2 separate regions of the Gossypium hirsutum genome follow, and region 1 is linked to region 2. A link is a contact called in public Hi-C data. All regions are on one chromosome and are shown on one strand. Each heading gives the region's core, a stretch centred on a gene start, on an enhancer-like site or on the middle of the called end of the contact. The rest is flanking DNA. Distances are from core to core; before and after follow the strand shown. Region 1 holds the start of LOC107901383 (GATA transcription factor 18). Region 2 holds the start of LOC107901361 (sugar transporter ERD6-like 6).

Evidence for each region. Hi-C and Micro-C count contacts between places; a contact is called where the count stands out from the background.
Region 1: a contact with region 2 is called in a Hi-C map of leaf, with 3 times the contacts expected there. The contact joins the promoter of LOC107901383 here to the promoter of LOC107901361 in region 2. A contact is called at or near these places in 7 of 34 Hi-C or Micro-C datasets (anther, fibers, hypocotyl and 2 more).

What each region holds. Positions count from the first base shown.
Region 1 is chrA11:27,007,593-27,013,918 of Gossypium_hirsutum_v2.1, forward strand. It overlaps LOC107901383 (GATA transcription factor 18), which reads right to left and starts at 1,993. Exons shown (of 2, transcript XM_016827377.2): 1 at 523-1,993; 2 at 1-431. The coding sequence starts at 963. The coding sequence ends at 129.
Region 2 is chrA11:26,796,816-26,802,364 of Gossypium_hirsutum_v2.1, forward strand. LOC107901361 (sugar transporter ERD6-like 6) reads left to right here and starts at 1,497. Exons shown (of 17, transcript XM_041081748.1): 1 at 1,497-2,063; 2 at 2,167-2,229; 3 at 2,344-2,433; 4 at 2,634-2,693; 5 at 2,783-2,848; 6 at 2,966-3,031; 7 at 3,116-3,191; 8 at 3,668-3,732; 9 at 3,847-3,939; 10 at 4,123-4,203; 11 at 4,302-4,386; 12 at 4,881-4,927; 13 at 5,024-5,086; 14 at 5,172-5,231; 1 more. The coding sequence starts at 1,869.

The DNA of each region.
Region 1 (6,326 bases), core at 743-3,242, 210 kb after region 2:
AAACGAAGACCATGTAAGCGTCACCATCATCGTGATACGTTTCAGTCATTGGTGCATGATCTTGACCGTCAATGGGAACCAGGGTTTCTTTTCCTTTTCTTTTTTCTTCTTTATTCTTTGATTTTTTTTTATCTTGTAAAGTCATGGACAAGGCTTGTTGGCCTGTCTGTGACGTTGAGTCTCCAAGAAAGGTAGGGGATTCCAGTATCAGAATCTCGATCAGTATCGTCAATGAACCTGAATTCATTAAGAGGGGAAAAACATGGCATTTTTTGGTTCTGATGAACCCATGAATTGTTGTGGTGATACTGATAGCCATGGTGTTGCTGTTCCAGCATTGAAGCTGTTGCACTCGATGAGTTGTTTGCATTTGCTGCTGTAGCTCTTCTTTCTTCTTTTTTGAATCGAATCCCGCAGGCATTGCAAAGTGACTGCAATTAACAAAAACAAGGATATAAGGTTGTTTGTTTTTTTATCCCGAAGAAACAATGGAGAGATTCGGATTTGGAAATTTTGGTATACCTTTGGACCCCTCGGCCCGTTCCTCCAAAGTGGGGTTGAAGTAGTGTCGCAGTTGGCGCAGCGGCGAGCTAAGAGAGGATCGTTGCCTGAGCCGTTACTGCTATTTCCATTGCTTCCACGGCTAGCTTTGGTGGTTTGGTGTGAATAAGGTGCGCTCTTGTTCTGCAACATGTCCCAGCAATAGTTGGAAATGCAAGGGTTACTACGTTCATGGCGGATATGCTTGTCGTCGTCTTCACAAAGACGAGTGGATGGAGTTCCCAAAGAGAGAGTGCAATCAACGGAAGAAGATGAAGAGGGCATGAAAGGGTACATGTTGGTTTCATCGCAAGATCGGTGGTTCGGCATGGAAAATAGCCACGAGGAGTTGCTTTGGCTTTGATACAGGCCACATGAACATGGACCCACCATGTTTCCCTGAGAGCTACTGCACCTGTGCATTGTTTTCGCAATCGGTTTCTCTATGAATATGTGTCAAAGGCCTAACTATACCCACTGTCACCTCAATTTCAGCACTATGGGATGACCACGAAGATCGAATGGGGGTAGATTCAGAATGATCAAAAAACCAACCAACAATCGCCAACTGATCAGTGAGAACAAAATGAAAAACGAAGAAACAAAGGGATTGAAGATGAATGGAAAAAGAACAAGCTAATGTAATTGAAAATAGAAAGAATTTGATGGTGGGAGTGTATAGTTAAAGGGCAATGGCAGGATAGTACGAGCCAAATAGTAAAACTGAGAGCCAAGTGCAATAATATAGTGTTTGAATAAGAAGTTGAGAGAAAAGAGAGAGAGAGGGGGGGACTGAGAAGAGTTGTTGTCTGGTAGCTTTATAAGCTAATAAAATGGCGAAATACCAGTCAGCACCTGTAGTCCACGTTGTCGTCAAATGCAAATGGAGAGATGTACATGCTTGTATAGCAAGAGAGACATAAAGATACAGACAGAGAGGGTCCCAGGTTGCATGTTACAGATAGAGAAATAAACTTTTAGAAAACCTCCCCAAAAAAAAACACAATAAACTATGCATAAATATAGTTAAAATACTACTAGTATACTTGTACTCTTAAATATTAAGTAAAGAGAAAAAAGAAAAATAAGTCGGCCAGTCAGAGTCTGGGTCAGGGTGGAGGGGATAGTATAGAGAAATAACTAATAAGGCTCTACTATTTGCAAGTTGAGGACTAGGTGGTGTTGTGGGCAATGGAATTTATACTCCAAAACTGAAGGGGAAAAGGGAGGTGGGGGAGGGGGGGGCGCTCGTAACAAAGCAAAGCAATGGGTTGGTCATTGGGTAGTCAAAAGAGGGCCACGTGACTAGCGGGAACAGTCTTCCATGGATCTGCCTTCTCCGATCACGAGGCCCTATTACTCTAAAACCCAATACATCAAAACCTCTGTCCGTATCCGTATCTCTGCCCCCTCTCCTCTGTCATTGCCAGCCTCCCAAGGAAAATGGAACATTTCCACCCCTCCCCGCCCCCCCACGCCCCTTCTCTCTGCGGCGTTTTTCCCACGCTCCAGTCCCCACTGCCGAAGGGTATTATTCATTCCCAGGATTTTATACCTTTCCCTCGTGCTCTCAGTGTAATAAAAACACCATCGTTTTGATTATAGTTTGAAAGAAAAATTAGTGTCTGAAGTTTAAAATTGTTGTTTTCCAAGTTGGATAGAGAATAAAGACATATTTTGTAATTTCCCATAACCATTGATCACTTAGTAATACTTGTTTATTTAAAATTTTTGTTGGTTTGTGATATCTGAAAGGTTTTAACTTTAACTATGTCTTCAATGATCAGGTATACAGGAAGGAGTTAGTGATTGTCACGCACTGGTTTTGGCAGTGGGGGAAGGATAAATTAAGTTGATAAATTTATTTATAAGTGTATTCAGCGGAGCTATGAACACTGCTATTATAACAACGGCGTCTCCGTTAGTTGTTATAGTCATAGGCAAGTCCAATCCATTCGTCCCTTCAAAAAGAAAAAGATAATCAAGTTTTCAAGGTTACTATGATAAGAACCAAACCGTACCCTGGAATCACGTGAACCTCTCTCAAAAAACCAAAGCCAATATCGTCATGATAATCATCTCTTCATGTTCCGTATCTAAAACCCATCACCACCACCCCGAAAAAGCCTTTTGGTTTCTAGTATTTTGTCTTAGCAAATAGTAAAATCCCCAACACTGGAAACAAGGCTAAAGGGGAAATGAAATGAAAAAAATTAAATTTAAAATAAAGGTATCAAAATGAGATACTCTGCAATCATCAAAGCAACAAACATCTCTGTTTCTACTTAGCTTACCAAGAGAGAAAGAAAAGAAAGATGTTTGAGTCAAAGATGGGAAATCACAAAAAGAAAAAGGTCAAAAATTTTGAGAAATTAAGAAACAAAAAAAAAAAAGGGAACACTCAGAAATGACCCCACATCATCATGGCTAAACCCCAAACCAAAATAAAAAACCCAAAATAATATTCAATTGATCTCATGAAGAATATGATGGAAAGATTCAAAAAGATATGAAGAGAGAGAGAAGGAGAGGAAAAAAAAAAGAATCAGATCGTCTAGAGATTGGTGAGGGGCCTTACTTAGTTCGACAAACGGGACGGCCACCGCTTTCCAAAAGATGCTCTTCTCACCGCTTTGTAAACCACGAAAACACACACAAAAAAAACCCTGTGAGTAGCCCGAGATAGTGTCGCCATTTCCAATCATCATTTTCCGCCACGCGACCCACAAATGATCGATGCGAGCGTGGAGAACACGCCGAGGAGAGGAGAGTGGGGGAGGAGCTCAAATGCCCATAAAATTCGAGGAGATTTTTTTTAATGGGAAACTCTGGGATTTGCTTAATCATCTCAAACCCACGAAACCCATCGAAGATGATTTAATGTTTTGGATGGCGTTTTTATTTTTTTCATGCTCCCGAATTTAATCATGATGCTATGTGACTCGTTGGGGTGGGGTCCACTAATTTTAGGGCTTAGGATAGTTTTTATGGTTTTTCCAAGGGAAATCAAAGCAGATCGTCTCAGGGTTTTTTTCAATTCTCAAGGTGCCACGAGGGTATCGTGAGGGTGTAGATTTTGTTTTATTTTATTTTTAAAAATGTAAAAAATTGTAGAGTTGGGTTGGGTTGGGTTTTGCATGCCATGCATGGCATGCAAAAATGTGATAAACAAGGAAAGACCCTTGCAACAGGCTTTTAAATAATGAGAGACCGCATTAATTTAACATTCCTCAAAAGCAACGAGAATACAACTGGAATGTTTCTTGGGAGATTGAGTTTTTTTTTTTTTAATGAAGGATGGGAAAAGAAAAAGGTAAGTTGAGAAAAGGAGTGTTTGTTTGAAGAAGAAGAAGAAGAAAAAAACAAAGGATCCGACGACCCAACGGACCAACATTTAGAAAAAGGAGTGCTTGTTTGAAAAACAAATATAGTAAGCCGTCCTATGAAAGATAAGTTGTTGTCAGTATCAATGGGCATCTAATCTAAGGGTCACTGTAACCTCTAATTGTCGCCTCCAAGGAAGTCTAATCACTATCTTCCTAAACCTTACGTTCAAATTTAGCACCTTTTTCTTTTCTTTCTTTGGTTTTACGAGTTTATCCCAAGGATTAAACTCCTTGCACTTGTGCTTATCTGAATTTCATTTATTTAGATATACCAACTTATACATGGTTACATCAAATATAAATCCTAAAACCAAACCCAAAATAATTAAGTAAAAAAAAAAGATGGTTAGAAAAAGAAATGGATGAATGCCTTAGAAGGGTTAGGTATCATTGGACTGGATCTAGTCTTCCTTGACTGTCATTTGTATGCATGTCCTTTACGTAAACCCTTCCTTTTTTTATTTTTCCCTTCTTTAAATACTTTGAATCTCTATCTATAACCCTTTTTTCCCTGCAACAAAACACAAATTTCCAAACCCAAACATTTATATTTTAAATGCTTTAAGCTTACGATATGGACACTCTTTTTTTCTTTTTTTTCATCCGCCATTTTCTTTTATGATACTAAAATATTGAATCATAACGTTGAATCAACAGTAAGTTTTTTTCTTTTTGTGGCAGTAAATTCCATTCAGTTGTACCCTATAAAGATCCTATATATTGAATATAATTTGTTGACTGGTCTTTTCCAATATCTTGTCTGCTGCATCTTTATTCCTTCTGGCGAAGGAAAAAAGGTTGATGATCTGATGGCAGAAAGCTTTGCGGTTTTAAGTTGTTTATATTGCACCTTCTACCTTACCTATTGTCCTATTGGTTTTTAGCAATGTAAAGCGTGAAAAACGTCAGCCTTTATATATATATATATAAGACGTATTAGGAGATTATTTTTCTTTTTTTCACGAAAAATGACAATTGATCATCATTCAGATTCCAGTTTTGAATTTACGGAAAAACTGCACTTCTTCTTCTAAGTATCTGTTGGAAGATACACTTACTTTAACTAATATTTATATATATATATATCAACTATGAAATTATATAAATCTATGCATATGAAATACAATTTTTTAAGAGTTAATGAAATTTAATGTATTATTAACAAAAGCACATGCTGATACATGAATTTCAAATTTGTGCAATTATACACATTAATTTTTTATTTTAGTTCAAATGTATACATAAATTATTTATTTTGATTCAGTTATATACATTATAAAAATAAATACATTTAACTTAATTTTATATTAGATAAATATAATTATTTGTGTATGTAATATGTAACATGAAATAATATTATATCAATGATGATGTTAGTTGTTTATAAAAATCGAATCAAATCAAAATGTAATATATAAAATTACACATTAATTAAACCAAAATTAATGAGATTATAAACTATTAACACTAATTTTTTAAATATATAAAAATAAAATAATTAACACAAAGTCATATCCAATCCTCTGAATTAAGTAGTTGAATAGGGTAAAGCAAAAGAGTGAAGTTCGGTATTGGAAACCAATCTTAGCCATTGGAAATGAAATTATGTCGATATCGGAAAACCCACAAAGTTGAGGATCTCATTTTCAACTGATAATGATCAAAAATCAAAAGACAATATGAAGAAAGTTGTAATTTTGTCAGAAAAAGAGAAGTCCTATTATGAATCAGAAGAGTGGAGCTTTGGGAATCAGTCAGAGGTAGGTGTAGATATATATATATTTGCTGGTGCTGGCAACAGTATTGTTCTGGTCTTTTTGACGCTTAAGAAACTTTGTCAATTAGAACTTACTTGACTATTCTTCTTTGTCAAAAGAATAATTATTATCAATATATATAAATAAAAGGAGTAAGAGTTTAATGGAAGCTGATGAAGTGAACAGCTAGTTCATAAATCATGAGATTCCAGATCTGTGCCTAGGATAGCTAAATTAGGAGCTTCCTCAAAAGCTTAATATTTTCCCTGCTCGTTATAGCCATCCTTTATCGTACACATAATGATATAATCAAGAATCATTCTATACAAATCTCAACAAATTTGTAGTAAATTTATGGAAAAAGGAAAAACAAGTACATACTAAGTTTTGATTACTATTATTTTATCTCTTAAAATAGATAAATAAAATCAACTACACTTTCAAAGTCAAGAACAGAGTTAACTTGAATAAGTAGTAGCATGTTTCACTTAATTTCTCTTTGAGAAAAATGACTCTTGTTTTTAGAATGAAGGTGGTTCGAAACAATTGATGTTTGAGAATAGTTACGTTCGGGATAATTATGTTTAGAATAGAGCTCCAATTTAAAACGGTTGTCATTCGGTGTAGTCGTCATTTGAGAATA
Region 2 (5,549 bases), core at 247-2,746:
ATGTGTTGAAATCTTCAAATCGCTTGCATACTCCCCAATTTGTGAACATTCCAACTTATCATTTTCATGGTTCCCGGTCGACAGGCGTCCAGGCCGCCACCAATATCATAAAGGAACAAACATTATTTTGTTCATTCGTGGTACCTAGCGAGTCTTCCATTCCCGAAATGCTAAAGTCCAAAAAGACTATCTTGGGCCTTTTCTTTTCGTCCAATTGTGCAACAGGGCTTTCCTCAAGATCATGGTCCATTTCAAATTGTCCTACACCACTAGAAGATCCCATAGAATTCATTTCCATTTTTTTAATGAAATTCCTCCCAATTAAATCCCAAGATTGGATTTATCTTCTTCCTTAAATCTCTCCTAACACCCTCCCGTTGATTTCTCCCCAAATCATGGTTGTCAGATTTTTTTCCCAAAATTCGTCATCCTCTACCTCCCAAAGCCAGACATTATTCTCAACCATAGCTCTTCTAGATTGCGTTTTTAGATTTGAGTTCCATCTCGACTCCAAAACCTCATCCCCTTTTACTAATTGGATAGGGCAAAATTTATCATTATGTCGTAATCGCCCGCAGAGAAAACAAAATAAAGTCAGCCTCTCATATTAAAAGGAGACATAAGTTGAATTTGATGAAGATAACATGATCTTATTTCTTCTTTTCAGTGGCTTCTTGATATCGACCTCTACTCTAAAACGCTAGAAACTCATGAATCCTTTACTTAGAGGTTTAGCATTGTACTCTACAAAATGTGCAACAAAAATTCCCCAATTGTTTTGCCATACTTTTCGAAAAGAAATTGAGGGGAATATCATGAACTTGAACCCATAAAGGTGAAAATACCAGAGGAACTTGCATCGGATCTTCATTGTTCTCTAAACAATGATGAATCAACATGTGGTTATTGAAAGTCCATGGCCCCCTTCCATTATACGCTTGATATCCATTTCATGGAAAAACTTGAGAAAAAAACTTTTTTTCTTCCAAATCTGAGATTAGTACTCCCCTTAATGGATGCAAAATATTTGCCATAGTATTTTTCATAGCCGAAAAATGAGCAGTACTCGTTAAAAAACAACCAACCAAACAAAACTCGTAAGTCAAATTTTGTGCCTCCCGATCTATTGGCAATGAAATTCCAACATCTTCTTCATCTTCAAGATTTAAGCCTTCCATCTCCTTCTCCATCTTGTCTTCTTACCAGAACTAACGTAAAGAAAACATAAAAAAGACGAAACAAAACTTCAAAAAAACAAACACTAGAATACCAAAAGACAAAGTAAAATCAAAGATGCTACCGAGAGCAGACAAGGACGTGCTACCGAGAGCAGACTATTTACCTTTACTACTTGAAATGTTATTTTAATTGAATTTCTTAACCAAACCTAAATTAAGTTAATCAAATTAATTGGATTTTAATAAAATTTGCAAGTAAAATATGGTCATTGTCTCTAGACTTAAAAGGGGACATTCAGTTTTTTTAATAGACGAGAGCACGTAAAAAAGGGCTAATTGATCCAAATTCCTACAAAGTAGCTCCGATTGCTATGGGGTTGGGCAACAGTTTGAATCCATACAAGAAAACTAAACATCAGGCCGATGTATGCGAAAATCATGGGTTGTTGCCCAAAACGACAATCCTCAACCAAACGAATGGATAAGCCCCCGACCAACAAACTACGTCATCCCACGTGCCGTTTTTCTCCCACAAAATGTTGAATATTAAACAACTCGACACTCATCATCTCGTCATCATGCTAATCTTCATTATTTTCATTTCTGCTCTAAAGCTTTTTAAGTTTTTTTTTTCTCCTGGAAATTTTGATCCTTTTTCTTCTCCGTTGTTTAATTTAGAGCGAATTGGCGATGAGTTTCCGGGACGACAATGATGAAAGTCGGGATCTCAAGAAGCCCTTCTTACATACTGGAAGTTGGTATCGGATGAGTTCGAGGCAGTCCAGTATTATGAGTTCTTCCGCTCAAGTCCTTCGTGATGGATCTATCTCCGTCGTTCTTTGTGTCCTCATCGTTGCCTTGGGTCCTATCCAATTTGGCTTTACCGTATAATAATTCTACACCCCTCTTCTCACTCTCATTATTGGTCTTTTTCGCTTTTACAGTTTCATTTTTAACTGTATTTTTTAAAAAAAATTTGAATATATAGTGTGGATATTCTTCTCCTACTCAAGCTGAAATTATCAGTGATCTTAAGCTTTCGATTTCAGAGGTATTGATTTTTGAGTCACCCAAATTCCTTTTTTTTTTAATTTGAATTGATTTTATTCTGTTGTTCTTTTCATTAAATCCGCCCCCCTTTTTTTTTCTTTTTTTTGGGGGCCAGTTTTCTATTTTTGGTTCGTTGTCAAATGTGGGCGCAATGGTTGGGGCAATAACCAGTGGTCAGATTGCTGAATATATTGGCCGAAAAGGGGTAACTTCTTTACTTCGTAATATGATTTACCCTTTGATTAATGTATTCTTTAACCTTGGAGCTGAGAAATTATAAATTTAATCCATTAATCTTCCAAATTTATATATGTAATTGCGCTGATATTGCATCAAATACGAATCCTTTGATCTTTCTTTTTTCACTCAACAATTTAATGCTGTTTGTGGTGTTAAAATCTGCAGTCGTTGATGATTGCTGCGATTCCAAACATAATAGGATGGCTGGCCATATCATTTGCCAAAGTGAGTGACTTTTAGTAATTTTTTGTACTTGTAATCGTGTTTCCTTTGCAAAGCATGTTGCTAACTTCGTACGCATTGGGCATTTGTAGGATTCTTCGTTTTTATTTATGGGAAGGTTGTTAGAAGGGTTCGGTGTTGGTATTATTTCTTATACGGTACCTTGAAAGCTTTCAGCTGTTTTTTTTACGTTTCTTGGATTTTTTTTCCTTTTACAAGTAATACTTAAAATAGAATAGTTCCAAGATTTTTTTTTTAAAAAAAATTATGTCAAGGTGCCTGTGTATATAGCTGAGATAGCACCCCAAAACATGAGAGGAAGCCTTGGATCAGTGAACCAGGTTTGTTGTACACTAGTATCCATTTCAGTATCCCTTATTTGCTTCTGTCTACTGATTAATCAAGTGAACATCTTTATTGGATAGCTATCGGTTACTATTGGAATAATGCTGGCGTACCTGTTGGGACTCTTTACAAATTGGAGAGTACTTGCAGTTTTGGGTAAGCGGATTAAACTTTGCTCACCTAGCCCTTCTTTCCAGAAAGAGAAGCACTTAATGCTGTTGAAGAAACAGTGTATTATTTTTTTTATTCGAACAAATTCAAATTTCTTTGAAGATTTCGTATTGTGCATGGCCGCATGCATGTGAAGACTTGAACCCTTGCGTGTAATTGAAGTTCACTGTGTTCTCTCTCTCCCGCCCCCCCTCTCTGTAGAAAATAAGTAGTGCTTGTGGAAATATCTTTCCTCTAAAGGGAATTAAAGCTTTTTTAAATTTAATAGAGATAGATGGCTATTAGGCTCTAAAGAGACTACTTTTTCCCATGACAATGAAGTTATGGCATCATTTGCATATGCATTAGATCACCATGGTTCTGTTGAATCTTAACTATGGCCATTGTGTATCAATAATCAATAAATTTTGTTATTAAATGCACAGTTATCATTAACAAGCTGCTATGTTTCTTCTTTGTAGGAGTATTACCTTGTACAATATTGATACCTGGCCTATTCTTCATACCAGAATCTCCTAGATGGCTGGTAAGAAACAAGTACCTGCCATCATTTGAGTGGACCTTTTAAAACTTCTTACTTTTTCCTCTTTTCTTTTCTATTTAGTATTTTGTCTATGTCTTCTGAATGGGTTGCATCCAGGCAAAAATGGGAATGATGGAAGATTTTGAAGCCTCTCTGCAAGTTTTGCGGGGCTTTGATACAGATATTTCTGTTGAAGTTAATGAAATCAAGGTATTGAACTGAATCACTTCAATATGTCTTTTTCACTTTAGCCAAGGCTCATGCTTTCTGGATTGTACTGCAAACCTAAGTTCTTATGCAAAAGCTTTAGTTGATTAGCATAAGGTTTTTTCTTATTGGCATTTTTTCCCTGTTCTACTCTTAAAAGTTAAGCTCTAATTGGCACCTCTGCAGAGAGCTGTAGCATCATCAAGCAGGAGAACAACAATTCGATTTGCAGATCTCAAGCGAAAAAGATATTGGTATCCCTTGACGGTATATTCTTTTTTCTTATTTCACTTATAGTTTTTCCCCCCTTGCCCTTAACGTTGATTGAACCCCCCCCCCGGTTAGTGTTAATTGGTATGTTGCAGATAGGGATTGGGTTACTGGTGCTTCAGCAACTAAGTGGCATCAACGGTGTTTTATTCTATTCCAGCAATATCTTCGCAAGTGCTGGTTAGAACAATATTTCTTTGATATTTAATTGTACTATTAATTGAAGCTGTAGATGGTGGATAAATAAATTCCCAAAGAAATGGATACTTCACCATGTATGAACCTCATTACTGCATTTTGGATAGCATGAATTATTCAAATTCAAATTTGGTAAGACGAACTTGTCATTCGAAACATATTTAGTGGATGTCTCAAATAAAGCAGGAAGAATGCATTTGTGGTCTGTTGGAGATTAGCTAATCTTCTATTTGTACATCTTATTGATGTTGTTATCTTCTTAAGAATTTGAGGGGAATCGTATTAATTGTTTAATTACACAAGCTTAACAAAAAATGAATTACCCCTTCCCATCTCAAGGCTCTTATTCCATAACCCTCATCATGCATTATTGTCATAATTTGGTGTATGTTCTTAAGGTTGCAACAGCTTTAGGTATCGTTTATTTATTTTTGCCTTCTGTTTCACTAATTTGATGGTGCTATAAAACTTTTTAGGGGTTGCGTCTAGTGATGTTGCGACATTTGGGGTTGGGGCCATTCAGGTAACATATGCAGAGTCTTATTTTGCCATGCAGGATTTCATATATTGTGAGGGAGCTTTATTCTGATTGGTCTAATAGGAGTCTGTATTCTGCTAGGTCATTGCAACTGGGGTGACTACATGGTTGGTGGACAAAACTGGCCGCAGACTTCTTCTTATGGTGCGTTCAACTGTTCACCCCATTTTTGTTAATGAGCTAAAGTGATAGAAATGAAGAGGATCAATAATCTGAAATGATTTTGCAGGTATCCTCGGCTGGAATGACACTGAGTCTGCTAATTGTTGCAGTTGCCTTTTATGTTGAGGTTGGTGAAGTTAGGTCCATTTATTTCTAATTTATCTTCCTTTTCTGAAATCTTGTAGAATGTAATTGTGAATACTTAAGCAATCCCACTCAAGAAACTCTTTCTTAAACATTTTGGCACTGCTTCTTGATACCTTCTTCTCCCGCTTCTTTTTCTTCACCGATACCAGGGCATCGTCGCTAAAGATTCTGACTTATATGGCATAATGGGAATACTGTCATTGGTCGGTCTTGTGGTAAGATTTCTTTTACACATGGTGGAGTTTGTATGTATAAATAAAATATATATCTCATGTACTCTACTTCTGTCGAGTAACTT